Linked DNA regions of Triticum aestivum: region 2 is linked to region 1. Evidence: chromatin contacts called from public Hi-C data. All regions are on one chromosome and are shown on one strand. Each heading gives the region's core, a stretch centred on a gene start, on an enhancer-like site or on the middle of the called end of the contact. The rest is flanking DNA. Distances are from core to core; before and after follow the strand shown.

The links. A called contact is a pair of places that touch in the nucleus more often than the background predicts.
Region 2: a contact with region 1 is called in a Hi-C map of leaf, with 4 times the contacts expected there. The contact joins two enhancer-like sites. A contact is called at or near these places in 2 of 5 Hi-C or Micro-C datasets (leaf and root).

What each region holds. Positions count from the first base shown.
Region 1 is chr5D:300,602,433-300,607,389 of IWGSC CS RefSeq v2.1, reverse strand. It overlaps the pseudogene LOC123121320. Among protein-coding and RNA genes, the nearest start is that of LOC123124720, 180 kb to the left of the region's middle. Within about 2 kb of position 3,644, at least 3 of the 8 cell types and tissues checked have an H3K27ac peak or open chromatin away from gene starts, as enhancers often do. A contact at or near this core is called in leaf, where this site is marked.
Region 2 is chr5D:300,771,267-300,776,119 of IWGSC CS RefSeq v2.1, reverse strand. It overlaps LOC123124720 (probable LRR receptor-like protein kinase At1g51890), which reads left to right. Exons shown (of 12, transcript XM_044545290.1): 3 at 4,116-4,585. Among protein-coding and RNA genes, the nearest start is that of LOC123124720, 9.2 kb to the left of the region's middle. Within about 2 kb of position 2,764, at least 1 of the 8 cell types and tissues checked has an H3K27ac peak or open chromatin away from gene starts, as enhancers often do. A contact at or near this core is called in leaf, where this site is marked.

The DNA of each region.
Region 1 (4,957 bases), core at 2,395-4,894:
GGGGACGACCCGGCGGCGGTTTAATAGTACAGACAACAAATCGAGACTCAGGCAAAGCGTATTCGCTTCCTGGTCATCGAAACCCTAGCAATTCCACAACAACTGGATTAGGCTTTTACCTTCACCGCAAGGGGCCGAACCAGTATAAACTCTCTGCGTCCCTAGTCTGCTTTAACCCCTTTAAGCTAACCCGTAGCGATGGCTCCACGACTAAGTCCTTTTCTTAGGACATCTGCCGTGACAAAACCACGACACCCCCCTTTCCTTCCTCCTCTCTCCTTCCCTTCCCCCTTCTCCTACTCCTACTAGGAAAGAAGGAGTCCTACTCCCGGTGGGAGTAGGACTCCCCCCTTGGCGCGCCCTCCTCCTGGCCCCCCCTAGCTCCTTTATATACGGGGGTGGGGGGCACCCCAAGACACAACAATTGATCATTGATCTCTTAGCTGTGTGCGGTGCCCCCCTCCACCATAATCCACCTCGGTCATATAGTAGCGGTGCTTAGGCGAAGCCCTGCGTCGGTACCATCATCATCACCGTCACCACGCCGTCGTGCTGACGAAGCTCTTCCCGGAAGCTCTACTGGATCGTGAGTTCGCGGGACGTCACCGAGCTGGACGTGTGCTGAACGCGGAGGTGCCATACGTTCGGTGCTGAGGATCGGTCGATCGTGAAGACGTACGACTACATCAACCGCGTTGTTATAACGCTTCCGCTTACGGTCTACGAGGGTACGGAGACGACACTCTCCCCTCTCGTTGCTATGCATCACCATGATCTTGCGTGCGCGTAGGAAATTTTTTGAAATTACTACGTTCCCCAACACTAAGCACATTGAGCTGGACATTCACTTTGTGCGCGAGCAGGTGGCCCTTGGACGTATTTGGATCCTCCATGTTCCGACTGCACAACAATTCGCCGATGTGATGACTAAGGGACTGCCGACTTCCACCTTCGAGGAGTTTCGTTCTGGTCTCTGCGTCTTCGGCGCCGCTTCGACTGCCGGGGGGGGGGGGGGGTGAATATATTGTGTACGTGTATATTGTGTCTTGGGCCCACCTCCTAGTTCATATGTATAGTTGAGGTTGTGGCCCCCCTCTGTACTCATATATATGTGCCTGGTGCACCGATTATTGCATTGTGTTTGCACAACCTATACTTCTCGTTCTACAAACTTGATTCAGTGTTGCTACCTTTGAATTTCATATTGTTTTTGTTTTCATCTGCTGCTTTCACGAGTAGTATTTTTTTCATTTTGAGTTTTGTGATTACAAGGCTACAAGTTGTTTCATTTGGTCCTCGGCTGAAGATGGATGCAACGTCCGAAAACGGTGGTTGGTGACCTTTGTTTGTAGCCTGCCTCGTGTTAGTTTTTTTTTTTTTTGAGAAACACCGATGACAACGTAGAAGCATACGCACACCAACACACGCCCGCAATCATTAACTCACACAATGCTGGTTGAATTTGCGGAGCTTTAAGATTAAGGAAGTCACCACAAACGCCTCACTATCAACAGAAACAGCACCTCCAATAGAAATAATCTCTATTAATGAGACACCAAAGTGTCGCTATCAACCTTAATAATCTGTATTACTGTATTGCAGGTTGAGGCACTAAAAGAAAGTATACAGTGTGTTGTAGAGGTCACATGTCGACCAGTTCCGTGAGAGCGAGGTTATTGTCTTAATGCCATTCATTCATCATTCCTTCTCCCCTCTTATTGGAGAAGAACTAGTCAGTCAACGCCAATGCTCGCACCTTGAAGCCCCGAACAACAGTACTAATAAAAATATGTATGTCAACTATATCGCACCAATCTAAATCTTCAAAAGTACTGTTGCTTATTAAGGTTGTTGTTTGCACTATGGGCGGGCGATTCATTAGGCGAAAGCCCTAGAGATGCCTCCCTCCCTCCCTTGTCTCTTTGCTTGCCGTCCCCCATGGATCTTGCCACGACGGCCGTGGCCCGAGCCTTGAATACGCTATACATGTGGCGTGCGGCCTGCCATAACAAAAAGGTTCTATAGGGTCACTTCTATTGGAACGGGTTTCATTCAATGGCGTTGACTTCGATCACGGCGGACGATGGAGACGTCTATGATGTCATTCCCTTCTCGAAGTATCGTTATTGCAGGTCGTGGCACCCCACTCGTGATGCTCCAGAGAAAACCTAGATCTGCATCTACCGAATCGGACGATGATGGTACCTTTGATGCCGTTGTCCCTCCTGAGGGCATCGTTTTGGAGCAAGTGCTAGTTGGACGGGACAAGCGGAAGAGCGGTGTCTCATCCACTGCAAGGCCGGCGGCGGATCCCGGTGGCATGGTGCTGCGGAGGTTCGGCGACGGGCGCATGTGGACAGATTCGTGTAGGATGGTGGAGTTGTCTGGCGTCGTGGTGCCGTCGACGGCAGGCCAGGCAAGGTCGACGGGTCAGTTGCTGCTCTGGAGATGGACCAGTGGAAGATGGCGGCGGCAGCCTCTGAGAGCGTCGGTCCGGTATGGGACCCAGTCCCGGTATGTGGCTGGGCTGGGGCATCCGGCTTTAGATGTTAGGGTTTGGTGCGATGTCCGTTTGATATTAGGCCTGAATATTCGGCACACCTTCTTCAATGCACTAGGAGTAGCAACAGGTGTTGCCTAGATGATGGCTTCAGACTCACTGATGTATTACTTTGTATGGTCTCTGTGAATAATTAATAAGATGGCCGCATGCATCGTCCAGATGCAGAGGCCGGGGGTTTATCCTCCTTTTTAAAAAAATTTGTTTTTCTTCTCTTCTCGGATAGAAGCTAACCTGATTTTATGTCACTCTCACTTGTGTTTAGTGGAGCGAGGACATATATCATCAATCTCCTAAAAAATCATCTCCAATTTGCGCTTAGGTCCTAACCCTAAGGCTGGTGAGACGGGTTACTGTGTGCAGCTAATGCTAACCCCTGAGGCATTGCCCTCTCGCCGTGCCACTGCATTGCATGCGGTGTAGTTATCAACTGAGTTGTTTTCTCGATGGTGCTGTTTCCTTTCCTTGGTGCATTCGTCTTGGCAGCCACAGCAGTTCATGTCGCCGGTCAGCAAGAAGGTTGGTTTCTAACCTCAAGGACGTACATCGATCGTATCCGTCCATGCATGTGTCCATACAACACTGAAACGCTCGTGCTGATATTTTGCCACGAAGTACGCCGGCTTTGATCGATAATTTATCTTTTTTCGTCCTTGTTGTGCTACGTGCGATCAATCAGGTTTTCTGAGCATCGACTGCGGCCTGGATGCCAGATTCAGCAGGCGCAAGGACACCTACACAAACATCGCCTACATCTCTGACAGTCCGTACGTGGACGGCGGGGAGAACCACAGGGTGGCCGCCGACCAGGAGAGCTCTACTAACGACGTCTCCCTGCTAACGCTGAGGAGCTTCCCGTCCGGCCTACGGAATTGCTACACGCTCCCCACGGAGAGCGGTGCCAAATATCTGGTCCGGATGGAGTTCTTCCACGGCAGATACGACGGCAAGAGCAGCCCCTTGTCGCTGCAGTTCGACCTGCACCTGGGCACCAACTACTGGGACACGGTCACGCTCCAAGACACGACCGACGACTGGTGGTCCGAGGCAATATTCGTCGCGTGGTCCAGCTGGGTGCCGGTGTGCCTGCTGAATACCGGCACCGGCACGCCGTTCGTCAACACGGTGGAGTTGAGGCCGCTCGGGGCCTCGCTTTACCCGGACGTCACCATCGACGAGTCCATATCCATGTATCGAAGGGCGAATATGGGGGGAAATTTTACCCTGTAGGTATGAAGCTAGCTCTGGTTTTGTGATGCTACGTACTCTCCCCATCCACATATACTCCCTCTGTTCCGAAATGTAAGTCGTTTAAGGGTTTGACGTGTAAATTTCGTAACGCTTGTAAATTTCGTAACGCTACGAGAATTTTTCACTTTCCAGAAATGCCCTCCCACCACCGCTCGCTCTCACCCACTCGAGCTCACTCTCTCGTTCCCCTCTCACCCACCCGGCCACCCCTCTCTCGCTCCCCTCCAGATCCCCGGCGTCGCCGGCCTCTCCTCGCCATCGTCACCGCTGAGCCACCCCGCTTCCTCTCTTTCTCCGCACCACCGAGCCACCCCGTTTCCTCCCACCGCCAGAAATCCACCACCCGTAGGTCAAAACCTTGATTTTTTAGGCGCCGGCGATGAGCTTCTGGCCGGCGGAGGCGCTGGATCCGCGTGCTTCGACGCCGGCGACGAAGCGACATGGATCCGGGTGGGATGCTGCTGGAGGACTTCGGGCTGTGGGTGGACCTGGTGCGGCGCATCCGCGAGGTGCTGGCCAACTACCCGGAGGGCACCACCGCGCTGCGGGACGCCGGGAGCTCATCCAGAACGCCGACGATGCCGGGGCCTCGTGCGTCCGCCTCTGCCTCGACCGCCGCGCCCATGGGTCCCGCTCGCTGCTCGCCCCCGCGCTTGCACAGTGTACGCCAGCAACGACGCCGCCTTCACCGACGAAGAGTTCGCCAGCATCCCCCGCATCGGCGGCCGCAAGAAGTCCTCCCAGGCCTGGAAGACCGGCAGCAAGATGGGCGCTAGCTACACTCTCTATCGCTGCCGAGCTCTGCTTCGAGCTGCTGCTCTTTCAATTTGAGCTGCGCTAGCTAAGCTCTTTCAATCTGAACCAGTACGTGTTCATTTTCTACTCGTACGAATGTTGCTGCTGTTTTGTGTTGCCACCTACGAATGCTGCTGCTAATTTGAGTTCTACTGTTAATTTGAGAACAATATGCTTAGCAAGGACCCACTGTTAATTTGGAGTAGCAACTGTACTCCATTGAAGTACTGTTACTGTTAATTTGCAAACTGAATTTGGAGTAGCAGCATACTGAATTTTGTATACTGAATTTGGAGTATGAAGCAGCTGTATGGATTACTGTTAATTTTGCATACTGAATTTGAGTAAAAT
Region 2 (4,853 bases), core at 1,515-4,014, 170 kb before region 1:
ATAATAACCAAAAGAATAAAGAAAACCGAAAATAGAAACAAAATAAAAAATGAGAAATGAAACAAAATTCTAAAATGAATTAAAATTTGGAGGCGAAAGAAGAAAAATAATCAAAATAAAAGAAAGAAAAAGGAGAATAAATAAAAACAACAAAACAGAAAGAAAATAAAAAAAATCTGTGAAATCTCAGAAAAGAAAAGAAAAAATAAGAACAACCTACTCAAATGGCCTATAGGGGTAGCGCCCCTTGTACTTACCACCAATGGAACGTGGTCGTAGTGGCTAGCGGCGCGCCTGATATCCCTTGCGCCCAGGGATTGATCCCTGGTTCTCTTTTTCATGTAGGGGACTAATAGGCACCGGCACACCGGCCTAACTTCGGCCGGTCACCGGGTAGTCGTTCGATTGGAGCCCCCCGTGTCGCTGGATCTTCTCCCTGCTCCTTCTTCCTCCTGTCGCAGCTCACCCAGCACTCCATCCCCCCCCCCTCCCGTCCCCTTCCCTCCATCTCGCACACGAGGCCCGCCTGCTACTAGCCTTTTGGGATCCTGCGCGCTCGTCGTCGCCGTCCCCGTGGTCGGCCTACTCGCCGCTCGTCGCAGAGGCCGCCGCTTGCTGCTAGCCCCACGAGCTCCTGCACGCTCGCCGTCGTCGGCATGCTTGCTGCTTGTCCCAGAGGCCGCCGCTCGCCGCTCTAGTTTGGGTGGCCTTGCAGCTCGCCATGGTCCAGGAGCGCTACAAGCGCCAGATGGGGTTCCAGCAGCGCTCTATCATATCGCGCCATTGTCCAGCTCACTGTTCTCTCCTTGAAGCTTTTCGGAAGCTGGTTGAAGCTTTCTCGTCGTCGGTTGCAGCTTTTCTCTGAATTGCTACAACGACGACGGCGACACTGGTCTCAGCAGCAACGCACCCCTTGCTACAACCGGTGTCGCGTGTTGCTACCACTGTGTCGCACTTTGCTACAACCGCCATCGTGTTTTGCTAAAACGCAAAAGTTGGTGCCGTTCTCTTCTTTGCTACAGCCAGCGTTGCCGTGCGACAATGAGCTTCAACTTTTGCTACAATCGACGCCGCGTTTTGCTACAACGAGCATCATGTTTTGCTAGAACGCAGAAACTGGCATCCTATTTCTTGGTACAATCTGTCGCCACTCTGCTGCAACCAACTTCTTGTTTTGCTACAACCGGTGCCGTGGTTTGGTACAATTGGCTCCTCGATTTGCTACAACCGGCGTCATGTTTGCAAATCGACAACGTGTTTTTGCTACAACCGCTTCTCCAGCCAGCTACAACTAGTGTCGAGTTATGCTACAACCGACTAAATCGGTGGCGTGGTTTGCTACAACCCGGTGCTACAACGGACACGGCTAGGGGCTGTGACGACGACAAGAACCAAACGATGCCAGAGACGGGGGTGTCTCCGTTCTGCAAGAGATGTGGCCAGATCTGCGACGAGAACAACCTCGGGTCAAAGCGGCACGCTGGCACGGCCAACAGAAAATCGAGGTTGGGGACACTGGTGGCCGGCGAGCGCGTGTGGCGCGGCCGCGCAGGAGGCCGGCGAGCGCGTGCAGCGTAGGAGGCCGACGAGCGCGGGCAGCGTGGGCGTCCTTTCTTTTGCTCTGTTTTTTTCCTGCGAGGTGGACGAAGAAACCACGTCTCTCTGGTCGCTTCGATCCAGTTGGATCGCCTGGCCCATGCGAGTCCGGCGGGATGACTCGGCCGGTGCGCCGGGTGTAACATTACCCTTTCATGTAACCTTTTTATTTTAGCGTATGCGAACGGGCCGGCCCAGTTCCCTCAGAGCCTTCAGCGAGACTTGTCTGGAGACTCGCTTAAGGCGGTAGTGCTGACATTGGTCTTTATAACATGCATCGGGCTACGGGAGAATTCTATTTGGCGCCCATTTCAGTATTATCTGCAACTTGGCGCACACTCACCATTCCCGCTGGGCTGGCCCATTTTAGACTTTTTCCTGCTAAAACCACAAAAAAAGGTGCGACTGAAGTTTTGATCATGCAACCTCGAGGTTAAGTAGCACTCGAACTAACCAAACGTAGTCATCCTTTCTTTCTTTTATATATACTTTTGTCAGGAGTTTTTTTATTTTTCTTTTTTTCCTTTTCCATTCTGGTTTTTCCCTGCAGCAGTATTTATTTATTTTTATTTTTTTATATTTTATTTTATTTAATATTTTTCCTGTTCCTTTATTATTTTCTATTTTTCTCTCAAGTGCGTGAAATTTTTAAAATTTGATGAACTTTTTTTTCAAATTTGTTGAACTTTTAAAAAAATCTGTGAACTATTTTAGAAATTCATAAAAAATTTAAAATTTTGACGACGTTTTTTAAATTAGAAATTTTTATTCAAAATCAATGAACCAATTTAAAATTCGATGAACTTTTTTTGAAATTCAATGAACTTTTATTAAAGTTGATGAACTTTTTTTCAAATCCCATGAACTTCTTTTCAAATATGTGAACTTTTTTTCGAAATTTATGAACTTTTACGAAACCAATGAACTATTTTTCAGTTTTGTAAACTTTTTGTAACTTGATGAAAGTTTTTTTAAATTTGCAAACTTGTTTAAATTCATGAAATTTTCTAGTTTTTCCAATTTTTAAACTTTTTTTATATTTTTTTCATTTTTTATAGACTATGAGAGAGCAGGGAGCAGGAAAAAAACAATTGAAAGAAAAGCTGTAGCGAACGACACAAACGGGGTACGTGTGAACGAGCGAGGGAGGAGTAGTGGGCCGAGGCCCATTTAGGTCGCTAGTGTGCGCCAAATCAGATTCCTGGCGCTGAAGGCGCCGAATAGGACCCCCCTGGGCTGCGTGCCAAACCATCACATTCAGAGGCCCCTCGAAAAGAAATCTAGACATTCAGAGACTTGTAACTTGGACCTACCTCTCGTTATCAAAAAACAAAAAACTCTCTGTCTCTACTCCGGCAGCTGCCGTGGAATCCGTCCCATTCCTTGTTCAAACTCTAGTTCTTGGCTTGATTCCTCTCGTGTGACACAAGGGAACATCAATTCTCTGCAAAATTTTGATCAACAATGTGTTTGAACCCTCGTCTTCCTTCTTAAGATATCTTCAAAAACCAGACTGGCGTTAAAACTAGTGTGACTTTTGTTCATAATTCGGATGAAACTCTCTCATATTTGTTTAAAATCTTTATTCCTTGAATTACAGAAGTAGACAAAACTTTTAAAACCTTTCCTGATACATAAGTTTGACTCCTCATATCATCTTGCGAAGCTGTTCTTAAGTTCCGTTGAAGTTGGGATAATTAATGATGTAGAACTATTTTAAGTTTCATACTCCCTCCGTTCCTAAATATAAATCCTTCTAGAGATTTTAATACAAATTACATACAAAGTAAAATGAATGAATCTACATTCTAAAATATGTCTATATACTAGTAAGATGCCCGTGCATTGCACGGAACACCAAGATACATTTATTTTACAAAAAAATCTGTTGCGATTGACCCATGAGGGAGTAATCTTATGTGTAAAAACTAACGGCATCTGCAGGTTTACATAACTCAGCACGTACATCGCTGATGCAGATCCTCTCCGACACTGACCTCCGCAAGCACGTCGATGGCGCCGTCCGTGTCCCAACAGCTCAGACTGAGCGGAGTGGGGGAGACGAGAAAGAGGAGAGATAAGGTGAGGAGGAGTGGGGCGTGGTGGTGGTAGGTGGTCGGACTGAGCGGAGGCATGGGGGTGGACGATGCCGGCAGCGGCCACCATGCCCCAGATTGTTCCAGAGGCTTCCTTTTTTAATTGCTCAACAATGAGCTTATGTGAGATAAGGATGAACGAGGGAAGGCCTTATATGCAAATATGGAGAGAGGTGCGGGTATCTTTTTGCAAAATTGCCATAGTTTGCTTTCTATCCGTCGGATATAGATTGGACGGTCTATATTGCAGGATGGCAGGCACACCATCATCACCAACTCGGTTTTTTATAAGAGTAGAGACATCTGTATGTAGTTTTTATTGAAATCTCTAAAAATGCTTATATTTAGAAACGAAGGGAGTACATTGTAATGAAAAAAAATCACTTTATCGCCTCAATGATGGATTATCATTTTTTCATGAAGGTTTCCTGACGATCCATACGACCGCTACTGGGGTTTGAGAACCATGTCGTCATGGGCAAAACTTTCCACCAAAGAGACCATCAAGCAGGATGACGTGTTCGTGGTACCCATCCCCATTCTTCAGACAGTCGTCGCTCCTATCAACAATGGCACGGTGCTACACGTCAATACATGGGTATCATACAAAACATCATCCGAGTTTAAGTTCATCCTACACTTCGCCGACATTCAAAACGCCCAGCTCCGGCTGTTCGACATCTACATGAACAACGACGAGTGGTATCCGAATTACAGCCCCCCGTACCTGGCCGCTGGTCATGTGCGTAATACTGAATGGTATAAGACCACGGACGGCCAGTACAATATCACTCTTGCAGCCACCAATACATCCATGCTGCCTCCGATGCTCAATGCATACGAGGGTTACCTGCGCATCCCCCACGATACTCCGAGGACGTTCTCGGAAGACTGTGAGATGACTCTCTCTCTCTCTCTCTATCTATTTCCCTACTCAACTCATTTACCGTCATTGTAGACATTATTGATAATTAATTCCTTGTTCAAAACACATTTACTCTGTTTTTTTTGTGGGGGACCATTTACTCCGTTTTGTGAACATATACAGCTATATTTTTTTCACCTTTTTAACTTTATCATTGCTAATTTTCTTCACAATAATATGTGTTTTATAGTCTTTTATTAACATGTAGATATAAACAGTTAAGAAGAGAAGTTTTA